2 separate regions of the Arachis hypogaea genome follow, and region 2 is linked to region 1. A link is a contact called in public Hi-C data. All regions are on one chromosome and are shown on one strand. Each heading gives the region's core, a stretch centred on a gene start, on an enhancer-like site or on the middle of the called end of the contact. The rest is flanking DNA. Distances are from core to core; before and after follow the strand shown.

The links. A called contact is a pair of places that touch in the nucleus more often than the background predicts.
Region 2: a contact with region 1 is called in a Hi-C map of leaf, with 2.2 times the contacts expected there. The contact joins the promoter of LOC140180671 here to the promoter of LOC112763855 in region 1. A contact is called at or near these places in 2 of 8 Hi-C or Micro-C datasets (both in leaf).

What each region holds. Positions count from the first base shown.
Region 1 is chr17:106,359,060-106,365,923 of arahy.Tifrunner.gnm2.J5K5, reverse strand. LOC112763855 (24-methylenesterol C-methyltransferase 2) reads left to right here and starts at 4,308. Exons shown (of 3, transcript XM_025809411.3): 1 at 4,308-4,447; 2 at 4,743-6,546. The coding sequence starts at 5,436. The coding sequence ends at 6,530.
Region 2 is chr17:106,621,381-106,628,244 of arahy.Tifrunner.gnm2.J5K5, reverse strand. LOC140180671 reads right to left here and starts at 3,649. Exons shown (of 2, transcript XM_072221940.1): 1 at 3,094-3,649; 2 at 2,886-2,980. The coding sequence starts at 3,649. The coding sequence ends at 2,886.

The sequences.
Region 1 (6,864 bases), core at 3,059-5,558:
TTGTATAATATGCCTATTGGCTTACTTGAACTACTTGCCTTATATGCTTCTACTTGTGTTTTACTTGCATTGTAATTAATTGTGATTTTTACTGGGATTGAGGAGGTTCGGAAGGCGGTGGCGATGGGATCGCATGGAGGATCAGTTGGTGAAGGCTGCGGGACAGCGGCGTTTGGTTAGAATAAAAATCCCCTAAGATAGTTTACCCTGTTTATTTATGTTAAGATCTATATATATACTTTATTGTTTTAGTATGCCTAAGATGAATCTTGTGATGGATATAAAGTCTAGGATTGCCTTTGGCGTCCCGGGGTCTTATATCCTACATCGCTGGACACTGTTACCATACTAAGAATCTCCGGTTCTCATACCATATTTCTGTTGTGTTTTTCAGATGCAGGTCGCAACCTACCTCGGTGAGTTGTTTGGATGGTGACAGAAGCGGAGGATCCTGTTACTCTTGGAGTCTTTTTTATTTATTTTGTTATACATCTCTCACTTTTGTATTTTGTTTTTTCCTAGAGGCTTGTATTGAGAGAGAAAAACTGTATAAGCTGATTTTACTGTCTGGTTTCTGTATAGTCTGTATATGACTAGCTGGCTTAAACTCCGCGAGCCGTTGCTAGATTCTTATGATATTATACTATTGTCTTTTGCTATATCTTATCTATATCTTGTGCTTTAAGTTAGTAGTTTTGTTAGTACGTTTTGCGCTTTTCAAATCCTGTGTTTGAGCTATATCATTCATCGGGCTTCTAGATTATATTATTTTCTTCTATATATATTATATGTATGAGTTTAGAACTGTCGTAACCTTTGATTAACCTTTACTTTACGATACGAGGTAAAGCTTAGGCTAATTAGGGTGTTACAGAGATAACCGTTGATGAAGATATGAGCAGCAAAATAGAAACAACAATAGCCGAAGAAGCAAGGACCGAAGGAAGTATTATCGGAATTTAAAGTACTGGCGGAGAAAAGGTTGTGTGGAGAGCTCGTTCTCTCAATCCTCTACGGCGGAGCTTCCTTGAGGACACCGCCAATGGAGAGATTTGATCGAAAAATGCACCATCATCTTCATTTATTCCAGATTCAAAGAACATGGGAGATTCCGTTGGGAAGAGTCCTACAACAACGACCATGGAGAGCTTTCTCTGTGCGATGAAAAAATAAAGAATTATAAGTAACGATGGGGATCTGGGAATAGATAAGGGTGGCAGCAGGAATACCCGAACCCACGGGTACCCGACCCGCATCTACCAGGTTGGGACGGGGTGGAGTCGAGGTCAGGGTAAACTCGCTCGTACCCGCCTCGGAGTACATAATATATACATGTTTTTAGAGATTAGGGTTTTTAAGTGCCTCCACCAACCATCAGACCCCAACTCCTAAGTCATCTTCTTCTTCCTCATAGAACCAAAGCTCCTTGTAGCTTAGCTCAGCCTCTCATCCCTTTCCGCCATTGCGCCGTCGCCGCAGCTCGTTGCCATCGCCACAACTCCTTGGCATCACCGCTTAGTCCCGCTGCTCCTCGCTGTCGCTGCTCAGCTCACACAACTCCGTAAGTTCCTCTCTCTCTTGCTCTCTCGCGCTCTCTATCTTTCCATCATTGCAAGATATAATTTCTTCTCTTGTTCTTCCACAGATTCATCGCTTAGTCGTCGTCGTTGTGAGATTGATCGTCGCCATTGCATGTGAGCCTGTCACCGGAGCCTTTTTTCTCTGTCTCTGACCGTCTGTAAGCCTCTGAGCCCCTCTGTCTTTGTAGATTTGCCATCACACAAGCATGCTCTACCATCTCTGCAAAAAATACAGGAAGCTCAGTTTGAAATAACTATAAAAAAAATTGAACTAAAAATTTTGACAAATAATGAACAACAACCTATACCAAAAAAATATGATTTATCAGTTATTATTCAAAAAAATATGCTTACATGTTTATCGTGTGAACACAATTGAATTAAGTGTACATATAGCATTTCATGATTTTGCCTTGAAACTAGTCTTATGGTAAAGATGATTTTTAATTAATTATCCTTGTGTGCATACCGTTATCAATTTAATTTGGCTACTATTAAAATGTTTCAAATTTATTTCGGTGATTTCACAAACCTTCTAATAATAACCGATGAATAAATAGTCAACCATATCCAGAAATGAAATGATATCAAACTAAAACCTAAGGCAAGCATGCCCAAAATCATACAATTAAATTTGACAATGTTCAAAAAATGAAAATGAATTGAGTTGATAGGTGAGTACAATGTGCAATACTTGTGATAGGTATGTTTTTCACTATTTTGTCATGTTTAGTGATTATAAGGACATATATATAATATATGATAATTTAATATATTAATGTGTTTGATTGTAGAAACTCCACAAGCAACGATAATAATGTTTTAAATTTAGAAGAATCAAATCCTGTTAAAAGTGATAATAAAGCTAATATTAGGAGTGTTTTTGTTGAGTTTCTCAAGCACGTTCTATGTTAATACACATTGTTAATTATTTTCATAGGATACACAATATTAATTAATTTAAGGATATGTAATGAGTTGAATTATTATTCTTTACATAATCTGATTTGTTGATTTGATGTGCCAAGTACAAATTATAGGGAGAAATTCTACAAGGAGTGTCTTGAACCCTTACAAGGTGGGTTAATATTGGTTGAGAAAGATTTCAAAGCCATTGAAGAAGTATTAGAGGAAGCATTTGCCAAAGTTGACGCCAAGTTATTGAAACGGTAAAGCCAATAAACTAGTCTACAAAGTAGGGAATCCATAAAATGTGTCTAATTGAATTGGTTTCTATATTGGTATTATTCAATTGAAGGTTTAGATAATATTTCATTTTTTAAAGGCTTGAAATGAACAGAGAAGAGGATGAATCAAGCGCAACGGCAACTACAGTCTTCATGGGGACGCTACGCTGCCCGTTTTGCACATTGGCGACTCATCTCTAGTATGTATTATCAATCTTACAATAAGTTTTTGATGTAGAGTATTATGTTTTATTTTTGAAATAGAACTTCTTAATTTGGTGACAATTAATTGCTATCTTTTTTTTATTTTTAAGTTTAAATTTTGACCTTCAAACCTTTAGTGATGATGAAGATGTGAAAAGTGATCAAGAATAAAAATTGAAAATTCTCTTATATTTAATGATGCGATTTTTTTTTTATTATAGTGTGAAATTTGTAATGATCAATTATTAACTTTTTTTAATTTCAAGTTATTTGACATTATATAAATCTTATGTTTGTATTTTAATTTAAATATAAATTTTAAATTTTTATCTTAATTTATATAAGAATATATAAAAATTAAAATATTATTTATTTTTTATAAGAGCGGATAAGGGTGGGGCGAGTTAGAGTAATACTCCGGATAGGAGTGAAGCGGGTAGTATAAGAGTGCAAAGAGGACGGAACAAAGTTGGATAGGACAAATACTCGTCCGGTCGTCCCTACCCACTCCACTGACATCCCTAAGAATGGATGGATGGAGCTGTGGAATCCGGACAAGGTTAATGGACTTAGCCCATAAATAAAAAAAAAATAAAGAATAAATAAATAATAATTTAGATTCTAGAAATAATAATAATAATAATAATAATAATGATGTCAATGAATTATATCTTAAATAATATAGTCTTTCCATATTTATTTAGAGCGGGCGAGTTTGAGTCTTATTCTTAACTTTAAAAAAAAAAATAATAATAATAATAATAATAATAATAATAATAAGAAGAAGAAGAAGAAAGCCTTGTGCTGCGTTTGTTGCATTTTTTTAATTTTTAATTTTTAATTTTGTGAACTTAAATTATTAATCAATAATCAATAATGGATAAATTAAAAATAATAAAAATCAACTAATGACCAGTTTGTATGAATTTTAAATACTTGATTTTCAATTTTTTTTATTAACTGATTATAAGTTAACTTTTGTTATTCACCTATCAAATATAATTAATGTAATTAATTTGAGTTTAAATCTAATTACCTCTACATGTGGTCGAGGCGGCCATCTTAGGACTTCCAGATTCTATGTTAAAATGCTAACTTTAGTTTAATAGATTTATTTAATTTTTGAATTTTTTTGTGACAATTGAATTTTTGAATTATACATTCTTGTCTTGCCCATAATATCTTATAATTCATATATTATTAATTAAGTATTCATAGTGACACTAAGTTATTCATTTAAATAAGATAATTAACGAAAAATAGAAAATTAGTGGATGTTATAATCAAGAAAGAAAAATTGTCCTTTCTATAAGACACTATTAATCTGAAGATGTATGCCATGTGTTTATGATGAGAGAAGATCATGTCATCTTCTTTGGTCCTAATTTCCTCCTCTCTCATCACAAGAAGTCAAGAATGACTCACAAACCACCACCGTGACCCTGGCGCCATCTCGTTAATAACTCCATCGGCGCTGTAAGTTTCCCTCTTTCTTAGCCTGCACGTTTGTCGTTAGTGCTCCCAAAGTGGTACATCCTCCACTGCAAGTTCGTAAATTTAAATTCTAGTTAAGAATTTGTTGAGAGACAAATAATTACTGCTTTGAAATGGTGGAATTGGACCATCGAACATTTATTTAAACAAAAGATTGAATTAATCACTCAGCTAATTTAAATTGGTTCGAAATTGCTTGTTCCTTATTTTTTTGGCGGCTCAAAACACCCCCTTTAAGCTGCTAAACTCAAGCTCTAGTGCCGTCCAAATTATTCAGGGTCCAATGTCCGTTATGGCCGGAGGAGGCAATCTCCAACACGATAACTCGGTGATACTTCGGCGGCGACAGGTTTAACATGCGGCAGCAGGTACATTAGACAAGTTTTATGGTGTATTCGAGGGAACTTAGCTATATGTCATACCAAGCCACATGTCTATTTATTACCATTAGATTTGTCTTCTTCATGTGAAGATTTATTTCTTAGATCTTCACCATCGCCTAAACAATGGGGGGTTGGGTTGTTCATCTGATTAAACAAAACAAACCAGAATTCACGCGCCAAGCACGTGGACGGACACAAAAACAAAAGACACAGAAGATTTTTTTTCCCTTGAAATTAATAAGTAATAAATAAATATAATAAGGTCGCAGAAAATATCTGATATGCTAAAACAATTTGGTTTAATAAAAAAATTACCCATTCGAAAAATTTCTCTTCTATATATGATAACATAATTTGTCATTAGTGTTTTTTTTTCCGTGAGATTATTATTTTGAGGATGTATCTATTTGGTTGAAATGAATAATAAAATTAAAAAAAAAAATAATAATAAATATGTGGGAGAGAAAGACAAAGGGTCTCGCTTCACTTAACTAGAGAGGAGTACTAGCTAGTTAACACATCCAGCGCCTCCAAAGTAAAGTAGGCTGAGAAATTCTCTGCCCCTTTTCTTTCTCTTCCCTCTCCCAATGGATTCGCTCTCTCTCTTCTGTACCGGAGCACTTCTCGCCGGCGGCCTCTACTGGTTCGTCTGCATTTTGGGCCCCGCCGAGCAGAAGGGCAAGCGCGCCACCGATCTGTCCGGCGGCTCCATATCCGCCGAGAAAGTCCAAGACAACTACAAGCAATACTGGTCCTTCTTCCGCCGCCCAAAGGAAATCGAAACCGCCGAGAAGGTTCCAGACTTCGTCGACACATTCTACAACCTCGTAACTGACATCTACGAGTGGGGTTGGGGTCAGTCCTTCCATTTCTCCCCTTCAATACCCGGCAAGTCCCACCGTGACGCCACGCGCCTCCACGAGGAGATGGCCGTCGATCTCATCCAGGCGAAGCCTGGTCACAGAATACTGGACGTCGGGTGCGGAGTAGGTGGGCCCATGCGTGCCATCGCAGCCCACTCGAGAGCCAACGTGGTGGGCATCACCATCAACGAGTACCAGGTGAACCGGGCCAGGATCCATAACAAGAAGGCCGGGCTGGACTCTCTCTGCGAAGTTGTGTGCGGCAATTTCTTGGAGATGCCGTTCCCTGATAACAGCTTTGACGGCGCGTACTCCATAGAAGCCACTTGTCACGCACCCAAGCTCGAAGATGTGTACGCTCAAATTTTTAGGGTTTTGAAACCTGGCGCACTCTACGTTTCTTATGAGTGGGTTACGACGGACAAGTATAGAGGTGAAAACCCTGAACACGTGGAGATCATTCAGGGAATCGAGAGAGGTGACGCTTTGCCTGGGCTTAGGAGCTACGCTGATATTGCTGAGACGGCTAGGAAGGTAGGGTTTGAGGTGGTTAAGGAGCAGGATCTGGCTAAACCGCCGGCTCAGCCGTGGTGGAGCCGGCTCAAGATGGGTCGGATCGCTTACTGGAGGAACCACATTGTGGTCACTGTTCTGGCGGCGCTGGGGATTGCCCCCAAGGGTACCGTGGATGTTCACGAGATGCTATTCAAGACCGCTGACTATTTGACCAGAGGTGGTGACACTGGGATTTTCTCACCGATGCACATGGTCCTCTGCAGAAAACCAAAATCCCCTCCTACTACTACAACATCATCTTAGTCATCATCATTTTCAGGTACTCTGTTAAAGAAAAAAAAAAAAGAAAAAAAGGAAAAACCTGGTAACCTGTTTCAATGTGCCTCCGCTAGCTGCCACCACCATCCCCAAATTTATTCTTCGTTTCTTTTTTTTTTTTATAATTTTAATTTCAATTTGGATTTAGCTTATTTTTATTTATGTGAACTCGGTGTAGTTTGGTTTTTGAGATCTTTGATTTTAGCTTTTTGTTCAAGCAGTCGCCTTATAATTAATTCATGTTAATGTCTCCTTTAATTTAGTAGAATTCCTTCTGATTGTTTGGTGGTTGGTCTTTGATGGAGGTTGAGAACTGTCT
Region 2 (6,864 bases), core at 2,400-4,899, 260 kb before region 1:
GTCTTAACAAACAAAAAATAGATATATACTATGATGTCCATGTCTCAAAGTCCATGTTTCTCTAATCAAATGCTGCCTAATAGTAAAATAAATTCCTAAAAATAACTAACAACAATTACAAAACTAAAGTATGACCTAAGCTAAATTATCTTCATATCACAATAACCACCCTAGCCATACATACTAAAATAAAACCAATCAAACATACTTAAAAATTTGCTTCTATATTAAACAAAAAATAGGTTTAATTACTTTGTTGGTCCCTATAATTTTAGTATGTTTGCAATTAGGTCTTTATACCTTTTTTTTCTTCAATTGGATCCCTACACTACTTTTAATTTTGTAATGAGGTACTTCTTAATGTAAACAAAATTAAAGTTAATTAAACCCAAAAGAATTGGTGAAACTATAGGACCAAGAGTGTAATTAAATCTAAAACATAACAACACTAACTTCAAAGTTCATGGCCCCATCAATATGGCACGTGGTATTCAGCCTATTGATATCCTCCGAGCGTGCATCTGAACGTGCCGTAATGTTTGAAAAGTTCAACCATAGCAAGAAAACTGCTCAAAGTGGTAGGAAACCACCGAAGTCAACCAAAAGGAATAAATCTTGGTGTTTCCAGCAAGTTCCTTATGTTGAGTTTAAAGAACTAAAATATCATTAAGATGATGACTAAATATTATTGGCTTATTAGCCAATTATTTGTGTGATTTATTGTGTTTAGTATGCAGGAAATTAACTTAATTGAACTAGGCCCAAGAAGCATGAACACAATCCCAAGAATGATTCAACTTGAACAAAACACTCATACAATCACTCTTACTCCAAAATTGAGTGGCTGAACTATATTGAAGAAAAGCAAGTTATCTAGCCCAAGAACATAAACAAGCCCATGTCCACAACCTAAGCCTAAACGGTGGTCCACACCCAAATCCACTCATTCATCTTAGTTGCTAACTAGGTGACTCAATTTCAATTTCATTTGAACCATTTCACATTACCACCGAACCAAAAATCTCTCTTATCTCTTTTCTTTCAAACACCCACGTGAAGTCTCAGAGGAAAAGAAAGAAGAAAGAGAAACTCTGAGCTAGGGCAAATTGAAGAATAAAAAGCAAAATTTTCATTTTCAAGCAAAGAAGGGAAGGTCAAAGAGGCTAGGGCAAAAGGTAAAAATCACATCCAAGGGCAAATAACAAAAAGGAGTTCCTAGTCAAGTTTGGTTTGGGTTAGCACTTTGTGGTTGAAAAGCTAGGTGAGTTCCTTGTCAAGTTTGGTTTGGGTTAGAAACTAGACTTGTCCCAGATAGGATTGGGTAGAATCTTAGGGAGAATTGGTGCATGTAATTCTGTTGACAGATAGTGAAATTTTGTCACTGTTGTGATGGAGACTAGATGTAGGGTACATTGCACTGAGTAGCTGAATCAAGATACATCTGTGTGTAATTATCCTTTCTCTTCTCTATTTCTGGTTCTGAATCAAAGTAGACAAAATAAAAGTATCTCCTGTTTCTACTATCCAGCAACTCTTCTTTATAACACTCCTTGCACGTTACTCAGTTTTGGCTCCTACTGCGTCAAGAGACAACCACAGACTCTCTTGTTTTTGGCTCATTGGATCTCAACTAAACTCAAGGTTTTAAGCAAAATAAAAGGAGGTCAAGATTCAACCCCGCTTCTCTTAGCCATTGATAACCATCACCTTATATAGGCGCGCCTGTGTCTTATTTCGTTTACAATGGGATACATTAGTATGTCTTTGTATCTTATCTCGTTTATAATGTATACGAAATACGCCTATAATCAACTTGTTTTTTTTTATTGTAAATGAGATAAATAATAGGACACAAATCGGTAAATTGTCTCTAAGTTGCCTATATACATAAATAAAGCATTTAAATTATTTATTTAAAAAAAATTTACTTGAGATATCCAGTTCAATAATATAGGCCTTCACCAACCGCGCTGTAATACTTGTTATAAAACTCAAACTGCATATACTCATCTAAAAATTTAATTCGCATAAAATGTACTTTTAACATGTTCTAAAATGGGAAAGATATGACATAATGACTTAGAAAAAAAAAAGGCAACTACAAAGTGAAGGTATGCAAAAATAATATTCATAGGAAAAAAAATTCAAAGCCCACCTAAGTTCTGAAAAATCTCTTTGTACACAACATTCATTGTTGATGATTTCTCAGTTTTCTGATGTTCTCTATCAAGACTCTCAACCCTTTTTTGAACTTCACCCTTGAAAGAGCCATGCACAATTGATCATGCGTGAATACTGGTTTACGTAAGTACAGACTACGATGCTGAGTGTTTGACCTTGTGACTTATTTATTTTCATAGCAAATGAAACAACTATAGGAACTGCATGCATTGAAATATAAATGGAAGAGTTTGGTTGTTTAGGATCATGTCCATATATGGAATAAGAACTATGTCCTCGGTTTTTTCTTTAGTCAAAATCATGCATTTGGCTACATAATTTTCCAGTCTTCTTACCTATAATCATGCATTTGGCTCAATAACATCACAAGTACACCTTGTTTTAGTGTTAACTTATAAGGATGTAATCTTGAACAATTTATACAATTAAGAACATCAGGTGTGAAAGTATCTAATTCATATTCCATATTACCATCCTCAATGCACAACGAATCAGAACTAAAATAGATTTTTTTGTCACCAATTAGAAAATCCATAGTGTGGTTATTAACATTGTTGACCACTTTCAATGTTGGTGCAAGGATTGTACACTCTTTGATGTATGTTGAATTGGTTAGGTTTGCCATCAAGTCCGGATAAACAAAGTTTACCAACATACCAAACAATCATTTGTATCATCAATAACAATTTCTTCAGGGATATTCACTATAGATCACCTTCAGTGGAATCCTTAGTAAGCCAATCTCCAATTTTCCTATTTAGCAAATTTAGCTGTTTTGATATCTCCATAATTGCCACCTCTATTTGTAAGTCTCATGTTTTTAGTCAACCTCAGGATGTTGCAACAGTGCCATAGAGATGATGAATTTATTGATACATAAACAATGTCTTAACGTGATCCTATTGGTATTACCAGCGAAGTCACCACCTAAAACAACCATCTTTTTGCCAAATGGTAGATAGGCATTGTAGTTTGGTTCAAAACAGAAAATATCTCTCAAAGACTTGTCTAGAGCTTCGTAGCATAACTTATTCAACGTGGAAATCTCATCCCATATAATAAATTTAGCTCTACAGACCAACTTAGCAAGCGATGTCCCCTGTTTACAACACACTGAGTCCTCATTTAACTCAAGCAGTATCTTGAATCTAGAATAAGTTGTACGTCCATTTGGAAGTAAGAGAGATGCAATTCCACTGGAGGTTGTATTTAGAAAAATTTTATTTTTACTACGTATAACAATAGACATAATCTTGTGAAAGTACATTTTGGCAGTTTCACCATACTTGAACACAAAAAATAACCCACCCGCATCTTGATCTACAACTGTAATAACTTTATTAAATGTGCCCTTTTGTTTCATGTTCATGCAGGCAAGGTTGATCTCTAACTCATGTTTGAGCACTAACTTGTCAAAATTTAATTCATCTATGATAATATGATCATCTAACCCATTAATTGCATCCATACATGGCAACAACATGTTTTCGAACTCCCTAAGATTCTCGCATTTGATTACAATCTTTCCTCAATCTTTGACAGAATTATGTTCATTATCTATTCCTTAAACAATTGCAAATCTGCATATATAAAAGGGCAAAATCTTAAATAATTTGTCATATGAAAATATTCATCACGTGCATAATTGAATAAAAAATTGTAACTAGCATTCTACATTTTGAATATAAGATGTCTTCAGAAAGTTGATGGTAACATTGCTGCCATACAACATCTGGCCTGTTAATGTTTTTAGACAACAATAAAAACAGAAACAAATTTTGTGAGCTTTTCTCTAATATAGCATCAATAAGTTCCTTGTCATCTTGTAACAAACCCAAAGCGTAGCAAGCTTCCTTAAATGTGGCATAAACAACACCATCAACTGTATAAAGGTCAAAAAAACTCATGCAACCTTTTTGTATGTTTGAAAAAAGTCTCATATAGTAGTCTTTACCTTTTCACGTGGTACATGTGTCAATCGACTGATTTAAAAACCTTATTTCCTAGGCATCCATATACCCACGTACCCAGAGCAGGGAACAACTTCACCCTGCCTCTTATCCAAGCAGTGTTACATTCTCGTCCCGAAGCAAGCGGCAACAGAACACAGCCCTTGCGTCTTACCCGAAGCCTTGGACTTTCTTGGAGCAAGTGGATAATACCATTGCATCTTACCCGACTTATTGGCTTTTACACGGAGCAAGTGGATAACACCACTACATCTTATCCAAAGTCACATACAGAAACACACTTTCATTATCATTACCATTCATTCTCATTTCATACCCGGAGTAAGTGGATAATACCACTACATCTTACCCGGCGTTCTCACCTCTTACCCGGAGGCACATCGTAATCAATTCCGATTTCATCATCTTTATTATTCATTCACAATCAGTCACAAACCATCATCTCACATACAGCCATTCGCCTCATCTCATACGCAGCCATTCGGCTCATATCATACACATCACTCCACCATTCTCCTTAACAACTCATAACATCATCATTAATCATAACTCCTCATTATATCCCCTTTCCTAGCTTCCTCTTAATCACTAGGCATTCTACATTAATTTAAGATTTAAAAGATGAAAATGGGAGTTTATAAGCCTGAAACAGCATCTCGGAAGGTCGCAAGATTGTTAGGAAGGCGAAAGACTTGAAAATGAGGGTTTTATAAGAAAACAGGGTCGCGTGCGTACGCACATTTATGTGCGCATGCACAGAAAGAAATTTTTCCATTGTTGAGTGCGCGCACAAGGTGTGCCAGTGCCATCAATAGAACGTCCTTCCCAACGTGTGTGTACGCACAGAGCTGTGCGCACGCACATCTTGCAAAAATCTTATTGTTTGTGTGCGCGCATAGGGCGTGCTACCGCTCCCAGCCACAACCACTTCCCTGTGTGTGCGTACACACAAGTGTGTGCGTGCGTATAGGTCCAGAAATCCACAGGGTGTGCATGCGCACAAGCCTGTGCGTGCGCACACAAACTAGAAATCACAAATTCTGCAGAACTTGCAGAATTCAGATTTCAGGCCCAAACTTTCAACGATCATATCTCCTTCCATAAAATTCAGATTTCAACCAAATTTAAACAATTTTAAAGCTTATGAAATCATCTTTCATTTGATATAAAAATCATCAAATTCCAAAAACAATAGCTCAAAATATGATCCGTTGAAGTTCATCGAATTTGCATTTTTGCCAAAACTCATAAACTTCCAATTTCTAAAAACATGCACTTCCAATTTCATCCAAAACCAACTAAAACCCACATTTCCAATAGTAATTATTTCCAAACCTCATTCAATCATCAACTCACCAATTCTTCCACATTTAACCAAATCTCAATTCAAGAATTCAATTCATAATCTACATTCCATATCTCAATTTCCCAAACAAATATTCAAGTTCAACAATCACCACATGTACACACATATCAATTTCACACACCCAAGCATGCTTACGAACAAGAGCACCAATCTCACCAACATTTAAGCATACCAATCCATATCACATACAACTTCACATGTCTTACCAATAATTATCACCATTCACAATCATTCTATCATTATCCACATATTTTCAACATAATCCACTTCATCCAACAACCATATCAACATTTTAAACTCCACTAATCACATATACTACAACACAATTTATTTCAACCAATCAAGAACATCAATAATTCATCTCATATCTTAGGGTCTCTAGCCTAAGTTTTCACACCATATTACATTTTAGATACAGAAAACCAAAATCATACCTTGGCCGATTCCTGTCTAACTCGGAACAATTGCAATTTTCACTTTTTTCCTCAAGCTTTTGGGACTCAACACTTTACCAATAGAATTTCCAGCTTGAAATCCAATTCCAAGCTTCCAAAATCACCAACAAGCTTCAACAAGCATCAACAACCAATTTTTCCCAAGCTATACACATTAATTACCACAAATAAATACCTAGGGTTCATGAAAATCACAATTTCACAAGGTAAAGAGTTTCCTTACCTTTTCCGATGGTGTTTGGGGTACAAACCACCAATTGTCCAACCTTAAGTACCACCTAAACAATCAAAACACAACAATTCCTTCAAAATTATCACCCATATTTTCTGAATTTTAGGGCAGAGAAAAGGAGATAAAAATTCAAAATCTTACCAACAAAGGTTAGATAGAACTGTCGGGCTCGGTAAGAGCTTCGCGTAGCCGCTGACGACACTCAAATCGGAGCACCGTAGCTCGAGTTATGTCCCCCGGAAGTGGTGGATGAATAGTAACACTTCTCCTCTCTTTACATATGCAGCTGGTGTGTTGTATTTTGGTGGACTGTATGAGCTGAAAAGCTCATTTATTGAACTTATATATGTTGTTTTGGGCCCGATCTAACCCGTTAGCATTTTTGGCCCGTTTGACTCTAAATTGGGCTAAACTTTTAAAATTAGTGTCCTATTTTCAACTTTAATTATTCTCCTAACTTTTTATACAGTTTTTAATTATTCTCGCATAGTACCAAACGGATCTAAGCCAGTTAATTTACCGATATGTGTTTTTACGCAATTTTCCCAAAAAAATTACATTTTCCAACTCAGAAAAATCTACTGAGTCCAAATATCATATTTATATTTTCTAATTAATATTCTAAACTTTTGAACCTAATTTGGGCAATTAAATTATCTA